Regions from separate parts of the Hordeum vulgare genome. Here region 2 is linked to region 1. Evidence: chromatin contacts called from public Hi-C data. All regions are on one chromosome and are shown on one strand. Each heading gives the region's core, a stretch centred on a gene start, on an enhancer-like site or on the middle of the called end of the contact. The rest is flanking DNA. Distances are from core to core; before and after follow the strand shown. Region 1 holds the start of LOC123442952 (type IV inositol polyphosphate 5-phosphatase 3-like). Region 2 has its middle 9.5 kb from the start of LOC123445828.

Region 1 (6,766 bases), core at 3,584-6,083:
CTTCGATTCAGCATCGACCTCACCTCCACCGGTGACGTTAGCAGCTAGGTGACAGACTCCGAGGGAGAGTTGGACTACCGTCGAATCCTTTTGCAATGTAAAAATGAATATTAATAAAAATTAGGATGGATGGCCGGCTAAATTTGGTGTGGATGTTTTATTTTTGAGTGGATTTCACTTTTTACTGTGTAGTTATACATTTGCGACACATATTACCCCATATAGTGGAACTCTTATCGAAATATGAGATTTTGGAGACTTTTAACACGATTTTATCCCAGCTTAGCATTTTGCTTGTTCATGTTAGATAAGATTGGCATGTTCGTCAATGATTCACAAAAAATGTGTAAAGATTGGAGAGCATCATTGACGATCATGTCGAGTTTTCTCTTGGCCATCTATTTCATATATCATCGAATTTAGATATTTTTGGACTTCGATCGTCACCTCACACCTTATCTAACGGATACGCATCACAAAAGGAGGGTCCAACGTTTTTAAAAAGGGCATTCAAGACGAATTTCCACTAGACAGGGTCATTAGCGTCACAAATGCATATCTATGGGGTAAAATATGAAATTCACTCTTTACTTTTTTAGGCAGGGTTTGTGTGTTTTTGTGCACGACGTTGAAATATTCTAGTAGTACAGGGCCAAACTGCACAGGACGAGTTGAATCATGAAGGCACACGAGTAATGGAAAATCCAATTCGGCCCTTGAGAGCATATGCTCCTGTCCACCACGAATGCCTTTTGCAAATCTAAAAGAAATGAAAAAATATACGTGTTCTTTATCACGTCCAAATGATACCTACAAATATTATATTTAATATATTTTTTCACCGATGAAGTACCGCTATCCCGTTTCGCATAAAAATTATCAAGCACGCTTGTTTAAACTAAGATGAACGTCCACAGACAAAATCAGATTTTTTTTTAAATTTATTTACTATTTATTTTAAATTTACTATTCACGAGTTTTAAGAAAAACATATACTCCCAAGAGCCAATACAGAGTCAGACGAGAGGCAATGTGTCATCACAACGTTCTCGACTTTTCCATAAATAATCAGTTGCATAAATGTACTACTACACGTTCAAGTTTGACGTAATTAAATCCAAGAGAACGCAGTTATTCGTCTAGTTTTAAGAAAAGCTTTGCCAGGACCAGAACCTTGTGTTTCCTTTTTAGGGGAGGGTGACATCTCCTTTTCAGTAAAGCCGCTAGGGGTGAAGCATATGCAGGTCAGTAGGTCACGGGGTGATAGCATCCGGTGGGCGGTGGCCACTGATGAATCGCTGCGGCGAACGGCGTGCAATCATGTCACTCGTGTAGTCGACTGCCGTTCGACGAGTGCATGGCCGGCCGGACACGCAGGAGGCCAGGACATGGCAGGCACCAGATGCATGCATGCCCCCTTGCTGCCAATTTGGGACCTGCGAGGTCGTGATAAATTCACAAGACCTGTCGTAATAAAATGCATGCATGGATTTAGTTTGGCAAGAAACGGGAAATTCCTGGCAGCAACTGGTCATGGCAGACGTTTGCATTTGCAAGGTACCGGCAGCTTCTTCTCCCCATGGCTTGAGCCGATCCTGGATAGTGTCGTCGGTAGTACAGTATTATTATTTCCAGAGCTTCGGGTCAGTTCGTATTCAACTCTAATCTATGACAAATGTAACCAGTTCGATGATAACATCATAGCATCAGTGGTCTAGTGGTAGAATAGTACCGTACAGACCCGGGTTCGATACCCGGCTGGTGCATCAACTTTTATTTCCTTTTGTGCTTCGGTTTTACATGGGCATTGTGTTTTGTGCGCGAATCAGACAGCACACGGGGGGATAAAAGTGAAGAAAAAACCCCTATAAATTCATTGATCTGCAAACCAGACACACTAATGCAGACACATGTTTCGTCACAGTGGAGCATCACGCACACGACGACACCATCATGTCCAACATTTTGTCGAGCCAACTGCGAATCACCGATTCATGGTATGGTTCAGCCGGTGCATGTCCATGGCGTGTTCAAAGGCCTCATCATGGTATGCATGGTTCAGCCGGCGCATGTCCATGGCGTGTTCTCGCCCGCAAAAATAAAGTCCATGCCGTGCTACCGCCGATGCCCCTCATCAACCAGCTCAAAACTCGAGGTCCGGCACGACCACATCCCCGCTCTCGACCTCGGCGTCCGTGAGCGTGAGCGCCTTCTGCAGCTTCCTCCCGCAGAACACCTCCACCTCCGCCGCGTACGTCGCCGTCACCGGCTTGTGGTCCGACATCGTCATCTCCGACCTCCCGTACCCCAGCAGCCTCACCCCCTTCCCGAACGACAGCACCCGATCGCACCACGCCGGCGTCCTCCTCCCGCCCTTCTGGTCGTCGCCGATGTACTTCCCCGTCCCGACCTCGTACTTGTACGTCGGCGCGAACTCCAGCACCCCCTCGCTCCACCCCTCGAACGCCCGCCCCTTCCTCAGCTCCCGCTTCAGCTGATCTTTCTCCGCTAGCTGAGTCCAGTCCATGGCGGACACCAGGCCGTGCGCCCTGTCGTACGCCACGTCGATCCGGTAGTTCAGATCGCCCAGCCAGAAAATCCTCCTACAAGAACATGTATGTCAGATCACTTGGCGATGCATTGATCGATGCAACATGTAGATTATCACTGACTCGTGGTCGTAGATGTCTCTCGGCAGCCCGAGGCCGCCGGGGCCGGCGAAGCGCGTCCGGCGGTGGATCTCCTGCACGTCGGCGTTCCGCTTGAGGAGGTTGCCGGGCCGCTCGCCTGCGGACAGGTGGGTGCAAACGAAGCAGAACATGGTCTGGTAGATGGACATGCTCGCCGACACCGACCCCTTGTTGCCGATGTAGCCCATGGCGCCCACGCCCACGGTGGACACCTTGATGTTCTGGACGCACCTCCGCAGGCCGCGCCGCACCCAAATGGTCAGGAAGATGCCCACCATCTGCTTGCTCACGATCCTCACGAACGGCGACCTGCCGCCGCCCTTCTTCTTGCCATGACCACGCGCCGCGGCGCCGTCGAGGTCCAGGTCCAGGTCGGTGATCATGGCTGGGCAGTCGTCGGCGTCGACCCGGGACTTCATGAACGACCTGTGCGCGCTGAACGATCTCGGCGACTTGAACGACGACGACGACGACAAGGACGCGGTGGCCATCAGGTCCAGCGGCTGCTCCGGCCAGGCGAGCCCGATCCTGTCCGTCTTGCTCATCGTCTTCAGGAGCGCCCTCTGCTGCGCCCTTGGCTGCTCGTCCTCTGGACCGTCCATGGCCCCGAACTTCCTGGGGGTGGCGGCGACGTACTCCTCGGGGTGGACCGGGAAGCTGAAGGGCAGGTCGTCGTCGGTTTCCGTTTCCGTGTCGGTGCCGCCGGGGAACAGCTCGTCGGAGCCGTCGCGCGCCGGACTGGCCGGGTGGCTGCGGTACCTGTACTTGGGCCTCGAGCATGACGGCTGCGTCCGCGTGAACGTGTCGCGGATGAGCGCCTCCCACGCCAGCGCCGGCCGGACGTCCTCCGCGCCGAACACGTTGCCGGTGTTAAGCGGCACCACCTCCTGGAACCCGAGCACGTACATGTCGGCCTGCTCGCCGCCGGTGGTGCCGAGCCACTCGGCGATGTCCAGGCCTTCCGGCGGCTCTATCCCGGCGGCGTTGTACGTGCCAATGCAGATCCTGCGGGAACCCAGCAGCTCATCACCATGCCACGAACCGCGAGAACCGGAAAATGCGCCGCCATCGTGCCGAGCAATTCGACCGTACCTGAGCTCCTTGGTGCTGATGTACTGCGCGCGCATCGTCTCCGAGTTCCGCCGCCGCAGCTTGTACGGCGCGGCGTCCAGGCTCTCCTCTGGAAGTCGTTCAAGAAAAATCAATGTGGTTCATGAAGAATTCTTCTGAATTTTGCTTCCGATTAACACTAGTGCAGAATGCAAATTTGGCAGTGGTAACAAGGGTTCTACAAAATCAGTGTCAAACGGAACAAGAGGTGCTCAAAATCAGGTACGGGCACTAATCTACTTTTGACGGTGGGAATCTGGTATCAGCGATGTTTCCCCAAAAGGGCAAAACAGTCCAAAGCTGCACTTTTCCCCGTCTTGAGGACCGGATAAGAACACGCATCGCTGGAAACGTACGAATGAGGTAAAAAAAAAGCTCACCGGCGATGCCCACGCCGCCGGCCTCCCGCTCCGCCCCGGCGCCGTCGCAGCCGCAGTTCTCCTCTGCGCGAGACGGAAAGCAAGCAAAAAAAAAAAAAAGGTGAGAAGGGGAGGAAGGAGGTTGCGATCCCTGACGACAGGAATTCGAATCACAGAGCCCAGAAGGAGGAGCCTCAGCTTGCTGCGTACCTTGCTCCCCGTCGTCGTCGCCGTCGTCCTCGTCGGCGTTGAACTTGGCGTCCTTGCTCCTGAGGTTGAGCCATTTCTTCAGCACCACCTTGGGCCAGAACACCTGCATCGCCACCCCCACAACACACCAAATCAATCACCAAGAACAGCACACCCTACACTCGATCCAACGGTGGCCCCTGAGCGGCGCCCCTCCCCTACCTGGTCTCCCGGCGTCCTCTGGTTCTGCGCCACCATCTCCCCCGCCTCTGGCCCTACTTCTTCTTCGTCGTCGTCTTCGTCTTCCCTGTGTTCTTGAGTGCCCCGAGTGCAAGCTGAATCTGAAATCCGCCGCGGCGCGCTGTGCTGCTACGGGCTCCCCGTGAGCTCGGGACAAGGATTCTCGGTCAGACGGGACAAGGGCACATGGTGGTGGTTCGCGCGCTAGGCCGAGTAGACAGCAGGTGGCGCCAAGCTAGCGGTGGATGTAGATATATATATAGACGTGTGTACTTGCTTTCCTTTCGGCCACACGGCCATTACTGCGCACTTACGCTGACGCCTGCCTAATTAGCCCAACCTGTTGACATTTGATTTGATCCATCATCACGGGGGATGGCATGGCCCGTTGAAGAAGATTATTATCTCAACTGGAAAGGAACCTTGATTAACCTATTCATTTTTGGAGTGGCGTTTTATGGCTGTTATCCTGTTCATTTTGTGGCTGGGAGTTCGGCGTCTGGTAGTGCAGAATGAGACCGGGCAGACGAGAGACGACCTCAACTGATTTGATTGGAATGGGATTAAGAATGATGATGGAGCGATGTCGGATCTCTCGGCCGTTACGTGTTTGTTGACTCACTGACACGCGTTGTGCTTGTGTTTTTTTTTTCTGTTTTTTCTGTGCATCTTCTGGGGATCGGAGAAGGTGTTTGTGTACTTCTCGGTGGTTGCCACCAACGACAATCTATGCCACATGATGAATGGAATCAAGTAGGTCATCTCGTAATCACTTGGAACCTAATTAAACCATGGAGTATATATATATATATATATATATAACTCACCCCCAATATATTCTTTTCTTGCACTAGCTAACTGCCTTGGCAAATTCCATGTCAAAACCATGAGGTCGTGAGATCACCGTGTGGCAGATTTTTCCTGCATTTTAAACGTGTCCGTGTCTCACCGTGGTCATCGTATCACCGTGTGGCAAGCAAAAGCATGGACCCCCTTGAAAGTTGAAAGTTGAAACCATCTGTAAGCAATGATGGAGGGGCGTGTCGTGATCGTTGCGCACGATCCTCATTACGGCTTGACAGGAGCAATTAAGACTTCCTTTCCCTTGATTGCTTCTTGATTGGCTGCCGTTCATGTCACTTTCTCACTTGCTTGGGCTCTGCTGCTGCTGCTGATTAGTCGGGATCGACATTGCTCGGCTCCGCAGAGAATAGAGATGGCTAGGCCTTTTGTAGCTAGGAATATTCACCCTTTCTTTTTGTTGCTCTCTGTGTATTTAATTGGACGGATGTCCCTCTCAAAAAATAATGGACTGATTTCGTTTCTGAGACATGGCTGCATAAACTCTACTATTAAAGGGTATCAAAGGGTATCGAATGTTGTGATGGTTGGACCATGTTCGATCCCCACCTTCCTTTGTTTTCACTCGATCTCTTCCTCGCACGTCCTACGTAACTTATCTATTTTGTTTCGGGATGTCCCCACACGAGCACGACTGATTTCGCCTCGAGACATGGCTGCATAATACATGTTGCCAAGCCGTTAGGCCAACTCTAACGCACGGTAGCATTTCGTCCGATCCAGTCCGTTTGGATCGGAACAAACTTAATCCACGGCCCAACTCATAATTGTAACCATGAATAATGTTCGTCCCGTGTCCAACTTGACCTAAACTCTACCTAAATTTGATTTGGATTTACGTTGAGTGGACACTCGACACACATGCACGTCGTCTTTCCATCCGTCTTGGGCCTGCTTGTCGGCCGTCCTACCACCCACTCCCTCCCTTCCCCACCCCCGCCTGTCGTTTTCCTTGGTCCCATTCAATCCCCACGTTCGGCAAGGCCAGCTAGTCAACCCCCCGTGCTCATCCTTTTAAATGTGGAAGTCACGGACATGTCCACTTCCACAGTTCTCACTTCTACCTACCCTTGCGTCCATGAGCCCTGACACCCAAACCCTAGCTTCGGTCGCCGCTTGATGATCCATAAGTATAGGGATTCGTAACCGTCTTTGAAGGAAGTATTTTATTCAAATTTATTGATTCAACATAAGGGGGGCCAAGGAATATATATAAACCTTAGGAGTTGAGTTGTCAATTCAACCACACCAGGAAAATAAACTCCTTGCAGCAATTTATTAGTAGCACAATAATATAATTTGATAGCGGTAGTAAAA
Region 2 (6,831 bases), core at 2,753-5,252, 310 kb before region 1:
TGCTTTAGAGGAGCAAGTTCTTGTTTGGCTGATGCCTTATGTGTGTAAACCTCAATTGATATAGAATAACACTTTGAAGATAATCACCAATATGGTGTAGATCTCGCAGTAATAGAAAACATAGTCTAACTTTTGTCAGTAGATGTTCATAATTCTATTACCTTATGTTATGCTATTTTTAAGAAAATCGGTATGAAGATAGTCGCATGTCAGAATGACATGATGTAGACCTAATAGTAATATTGGATAATCTGCAAGATTTTGCAGTAGATACCAATATTACCTTATGATATCTTGAGGTAGTCAAATATTAATTTTTGGAAGAGCACTTTGAAGGTAATCATCTTATAAACACAGACAAGATGTAGATCTCATAGTAGTGATGAATAATCTGCGAACTGTGCAGTAGATGTCATCAATACCTTGTGATTCACAAATAAAAATTTGGGCTATGTACACATTAATATTTAGAAGAGCACGTTGAAGATAGTCATCTTGCCGAAATGACAAAATGTAGATCTTACAGTAGTGATGGATATCTACAAAAATATGCAGTAGATGCCATCAAATACCTTGTAATTCACAAATAAACTTGGATGTCATCATATTAAGTATGAGAATATGTGATCCTTGTTTTGAATTACAATAAGATTTGCAAAAATTAAAATTAATTGCAAAAAAAAGTTGTTTTCGTAAAACGCATGTCTTAGGAAATGTTTGTGGCAAAGACATATATATTGTCTTAAATTCCGAAGGAATAAAGGCACGCAAAATATTCTTTTGCATTTAGTATTACTATGGTAATACATATGGATGCAAATCTTAATAATTTACATATTTATGTAATTTCATTCACAAAGAGTATAACGATTAATCTGCAAAGTATTCTAAGCCTGAGGGCTCAATGGGGATATGTAAGGGATTGTCTTCCTTTGCGTGGATAAGAATCAAACTGATTCGTTTGGGTCGCCACCGGGGAGGATGTTGCCTCGTGGCTGGCGCGAGGGCGCCGCGGTCAAGCGTGATCGAGAGGTCGGGTCGTCGTGTTGGACTACGATCGCGTCTGAGGACGCACCACCGTGACTCGTGTCTTGTCTGTTGGAGCCGGCTGATGACCATGAAGGGGTTGCGCGCCGGAGGATAGCGACGGGGCCGAGGGTCGCCGTGCGCTCCGGGATGGAGGCTGCCGGTTCGTCGAGGCCGGTGTTACCTTCCGTTGTCGGGGTGTCTCGCATGGATCGAGGCCTCCTCACGCTGGACATCATTTTTGCAAGTAGAAGAAACGCCTTCGCGATGTGGATGAAGTGCAGTCGACCTCTTCATGGATGATTTGATGAAGCGACTTTAGCATAAGGTAGAATGAATGAGATTTCTTTAATCACAAGAAGACAAACGGAATTAACATTGTGATGATTAATTTCCTGTACAAATGCATGCATGGACCATGGGTTGCCGCTGCATGTCGCTGCATTGTTAGCCTGTTGCTGCTCTTGCCAAGGATGAAGTCGTTCATGGCTTTGCCAGATCGGACTGCCACTCTTAATCACAAGGAGACAACAGATTTGCATTTGCAACTGATTTCCTGATGCATACATGCATGCCGTTCTGCCACAACCAGCCTTGCTGCAATCACTCCGCGAATCATGAAGCCGCCCCGTGCCTTGATCCAGCCGACGGAGTACGCGCAGTACCGCACCAGTATGCCGCGGTCGCTACCGCTGCTTCGCCTTGCGTAGAAGTCGTTCGCCTTCGGTCATTATTGCTTGAATACCAGACGTCCAGACCTGTTGTGAAATCGCTCCACTCGAGAGCGTACTGATAACGTGTTTGAAGTAGAAAGTAAAGAATCGAGAGAGTTGAATGAAAGATGATTCATTAGTCTTTATTGATGATAGCAATGGGGTATTTATACTCGAACGGAAGTACACATGTTGCTTGGGAGTTAAGTAACTTGAAGTTACTTAAGGGCCAAGTTAATTATTACATAGTTTTCTTGAGAGTCAAGGAACTGCATGGTTACTTGAGGACTAAGTAACCTATCTAAGAATTAACTTAATCCTAATCAGCTTAATTAATAAGCAACTAATCTATTCTTAACAATAGCGACGCGTGCGGGAGTTTTTCCCTTGCAACGGGAAGGACAGCATGCGGCGTCGCTGATTAGATTTTTCCGTATTTGAAATCCTCATGCACCATCGTAAAAGCTAGGAAATTTGCTCATCTCTTATGTTTATTTTAACCAGCTTTGCTAATACTCATCTTGTGTTAGTCAAGATATGCATCATTTGTTCTGTGTATAACACCTAGTTAATTATTTTGTTCGCTTTTGTACAACTCTCCATATATGTGCTAATATTTCATACGGGAGATAGACAGGTTTAAAAAATAAATATTTGTTATGAGAATAAAATTGTGGAATACTCGATGGAAACAATTATTTCCTGTATTAGCTAGAAATAGTACTAAGCTATTTGAAGACAGCAACCGTGATCCACCACCACTTAGAAATATTTCTAACCTAATTCATGAGAGAAATCATGATGCACCACCTCGAATATTAGTTCACCGTTGTATCTCCTAGATATAAGACTAAGATAGATATTTTGAGCAATACTGATAAAAGAAACTAATTAGTACATGTCATTGAGACATATACATGGGAATAAACCTGAGAATGGTTTCATACTTGAACCATACTTGATCTATACTTGTACATTTATCTCCTAAAATCATACTTGAACCATATCCATTTAATATCATTTTCAGCCCAACCAAAACTAAACCACTATCTTTTTACACCCAAATCAATTTAAATCCAATATATAATCATAGGTTTAAACCCAGTACATAACTATGAGTTTGCTTTAATGTACATATGATTGTATAAATTGACATGTTAAGAAGCAAATGAGATAGAAAAGACATAAGTGCATCTACAGCAGTTTAGGAACAAAGTTATCTTTAAGATACAGTCAGCACATCAAGAAGCAAAAAGAAAATGCGCACGGTCGGAAAGCTCACTAAAATTTGCTTAGCCAAAGCACTAGCAAACGCTTCCGATTTCTATGTGGTGTTTCCCTATAATACATAATTATATAGTGCATTACAACATGTACACAGATCAAAGATACTCGTTCTCGGTCGTCGTTGGTTGCTGCATATAACCAATGCCTAGAAACCGATTTGGTCGCATAGTTTATAACCGCTAATAACCAAACCGTTTAAACTCATAACCAACTATAACCAAACTAATTTCTCCACATATCCAAACCAAAATCAAACTTAAAAAATCTCAGCCCAATAAAACCTGAACCAATCAAACCCAAAGTAAGAACCGAACCGTTACACCTGGTTTTTTAATAACTATTCTTAGGTTTACATGGGATCCTTGTTTTACTATTATATATTTAATCACGTGTGTACAACTCACTTCATATGTATGTAATATTGAACGCGGGAAATATCCAGGACTGGTTTTGACAATTATTATTTTTCAATATTTGATGGAGTTGGGCCATCCGTACTAACCTTTATTATGAGAGCAACTTATGATAATTAATTTTTCAAATATTTGTTATATCACGTGCATGTTAGTGCTTGTTCTTTCTATCTATGGACTAATCTGACATGTATATGTGTATGAAGAGGATATAAAAAATGCATCATACTCCCTTCGTTCCTAAATATAAGTCTTTTTAGAGGTTTTCATAAAAGATTACATACGGATATATATAGACATATTTTAGAATATAGATTCACTAATTTTGCATCGTATATAGTCTCCTAATGAAATATCTAAAAAGACTTATATTTAAGAACGGAGGGAGTACTTCGGATGTACCTACATTGTTGTGTACTTCATGCTTGGGCACCTGAGATGAATCCATGCACGGAGGAGAGGAAACTCGAAACAAAAAACACGGAGGAGATGAGACTGGCTAAGGACAAATTTTAGAGGAAAGGAGCAGTGCAGCGCTAACAAACCTTTTATAAAAGGGTCGGGCGGCCCATGAGGTCAGGTTTGGACGCTAGGGTTTGCAGCAGACGGGCAGAGAGGACCGGGAGGTCCTACCCGACGCCCTTTGCGTCCAACAACGCGCGGACGCACGGTGGAATCGCGACAGGGCCGGCCAACTAATAGAAAATAAAAGATAAAATCCAACGCATAGAAGAAGTTTTCTTCAAATTTTGGAACATTATTTTGAAAAATCATAAACATTTAAATAAAAATTCCGCAGCATTATTTTCAAATTTCCGAACATTTTTTCATATTCTGAAACATTTTTTCAAAATTCCGGAATATTTTTCCAAATTCTGTAACTTTTAAAATTCCGGACTATTTATTTAAATTCGGAAACATTTTTTAAATTCTGGAACATTTTTTTGAAAATCTGTAACATTTTTTCAAATTCTGGAAAAAATTCAAATCCTAGAACATCTTTTCAAATTCAGGAACATTATTTTTTTAATTTAGGAACATTTTTTCAAATTCCGGAACGTTTTTGAAAAATCCAGAATTGTATTTGAAAATCAAGAACAGTTTTTGGAAATCCAAAACATATTACAAAATCCAGAACATTTTTTTAAAATCCAGAATATTTTCTAAAAATAAGAACATTTTTCGAATTTGAAAAACAATTTTCTGAAAATCAAGAACATGTTTTAAAACCGAAACATAAAACAGAAAAATGAAAAACAAAACAGTTCAGGAAAACGTTCTGAAAAAATTTCAAAACCAGAAAAAACTGGCTGAAACCTCTTTCGAAACCGGAACGCTTGAGCAGTTATATGGGCCGGTCCGTTGCGTCGCTGCTCGGTTGCTCGTGTGTGCAACGAGCGACAAATAGGATATTTCGAGAGGAGCAATGCTATACCTACGTAACGTAGTTATGTAAACTAACGTAATTGCTTATCTGTCCTTTTTTAATTGGGTTTAGTTAGGGGAGGGGGCCCACCCACTTGAAATCAGGAAGGGGGGAGAGATTGTTTAGGAAAGTCACGTAACAGTACGTAGAAATTTTACGTCTAGCTTTTTTGTTTTGAGAGGATCAACGGCCACACAAGCAATGCTATATCTACGTAAATGTTTACGTACGTTTACGTGATAGTCTGATTTGGCAAGAACTGATTGAATTAAGAGAAGGATGAGGCCCATCCATCCCTGAAAATCAGGGGGGCATGTTTAGATTAGTTGGAAGGTTTAGTAAATTTATGTAGGTTTTAGTAGGTCTAGCATTTTCGCGGCCACACTTCCTCCGGCCAACGGCCACGGTGTGTTGTTTCTTACTACCTCCGTTCCAAACTATAAGACCTTTTAGGAATTTCACTAGGAGACTACATACAGAGCAAAATAAGTGAATCTATACTCCAAAATATGTCTATGGCCCTGTTTGAATCCTAGGGTTAGAGTTAGATTGGGTTGAGTTGAGCTATCTAACCCTCAAAAATCCAAACAGGTAGGGTTAGATTGGGTTAGATGCATCTAACCCACCCAAAAACTCTAACCCATCCAAGAGGTGCTTTTTTGGTTTAGAGTTAGGTGAGGACAAAAAAAAAATAAAAAAAATCACTTGCTACTCAATCCAGCCCGCACCAGATCCCACCAACCCCCCGTCCCTCCCGTCGCTGTCCCTCCCGTCGCCGGCCGCGGCCCGCCCCGCCCCACCGCCGAGCCGCCCCGCCGCACCCCGCCGCGCCCCGCCGCCGGGCCGCCCCGCCGCACCCCGCCGCGCCCCGCCCCCGCCCCGCCCCGCCGCGCCCTGCCGGCCACACAACGACCGGCCACACCAAATCCGACACTGAACATGGACAAAAGTAGCCAAATGATTGGAAAAGAGCATTTATTGCCAATCTAACCCTCTAATCCAAACACCTCTTGGGTTAGAGTTAGTTCAGGGTTAGTTGAGGGTTAGAATCTAACTCTAACCTCTAACCCGGTTAGAGTATCCAAACAGGGCCTATGTACATCCGTATATAATTTATAGTGCAATCTCTAAAAGGTCTTATATTTAGGAACGGAGGGAGTATTTGTTAGACATGTTCTTCCTCCGCCGCCGAGCCAGTGCATTCCCCTTCTTCTTCTTCCCACTCCCCCCCCCTCCTCTAATGTGTGTCTTTTTTTTTATGAAGCCGGTTTCGACTACAACCTGATTCTGATTCTGATTCTGATTCTTAGACCTCACCCCTCCTCTCAATAAGTAGCACCGCCGGTCCTAGACAGGAGCACGCCTGTGTGAGATCGCACAAGACCCACCATGCCGCACCAAGGCTATTACGAAGCCTCTCTGCGTCCGCCGGCCTTGGATGATGCGCCGGCGGCCAAGGTCGACTGGGGGGAAGTCCTCCTCGACCGCGTCGCTTACATGGCCGACAAGAAGAACCACACCTCCGCCCGCTGTCGATTCAAGAGGGACCTGGACGGCAAGGAGGTGAGTGTGGAGGTGACCTTGTGCTTCGCCCCGCCGCCTCGTCTCTCCTATTTCTGCTGCCACGCCTGCTGCCCCAACGACCACGGTGAAAAAGAGTCCCGCTTGTTCTTCCGCGAGCCTTTCGTGTTCGCCGCGGAGGGTAACCTTGCCCTCATCACCCTCTGCCACGGCCACATCGGTCCCTCCGTCTTGCAGGCCAAGAAGAGCACCTACGAATACTTGGTCTACCAGGCAGCATCCTCACCGGCGGGGAGGGGGAAGCCGGAGCTAACCTGGGTCCCGCACATCCCCGCCAGCATGTTGCCAAGTACGGGAGTCGACTGCATCCCTTCTAGCGCGATCGGTGTCGTGCCTTACAACACCAACATTTCCACACCTGCCGTTGCCCTTGCCCGCCCTCAAG

What was found. Hi-C and Micro-C count contacts between places; a contact is called where the count stands out from the background.
Region 2: a contact with region 1 is called in a Hi-C map of seedling, with 2.8 times the contacts expected there. The contact joins the enhancer-like site here to the promoter of LOC123442952 in region 1. A contact is called at or near these places in 1 of 6 Hi-C or Micro-C datasets (seedling) and 1 of 1 datasets of contacts at active chromatin or transcription factors (embryo).

What each region holds. Positions count from the first base shown.
Region 1 is chr3H:55,100,438-55,107,203 of MorexV3_pseudomolecules_assembly, reverse strand. LOC123442952 (type IV inositol polyphosphate 5-phosphatase 3-like) reads right to left here and starts at 4,833. Exons shown (of 6, transcript XM_045119146.1): 1 at 4,571-4,833; 2 at 4,370-4,472; 3 at 4,181-4,243; 4 at 3,783-3,870; 5 at 2,673-3,695; 6 at 1,727-2,603. The coding sequence starts at 4,606. The coding sequence ends at 2,144.
Region 2 is chr3H:55,408,537-55,415,367 of MorexV3_pseudomolecules_assembly, reverse strand. No RefSeq gene overlaps it. Among protein-coding and RNA genes, the nearest start is that of LOC123445828, 9.5 kb to the right of the region's middle. Within about 2 kb of position 4,002, at least 2 of the 3 cell types and tissues checked have open chromatin away from gene starts, as enhancers often do. A contact at or near this core is called in seedling, where this site is marked.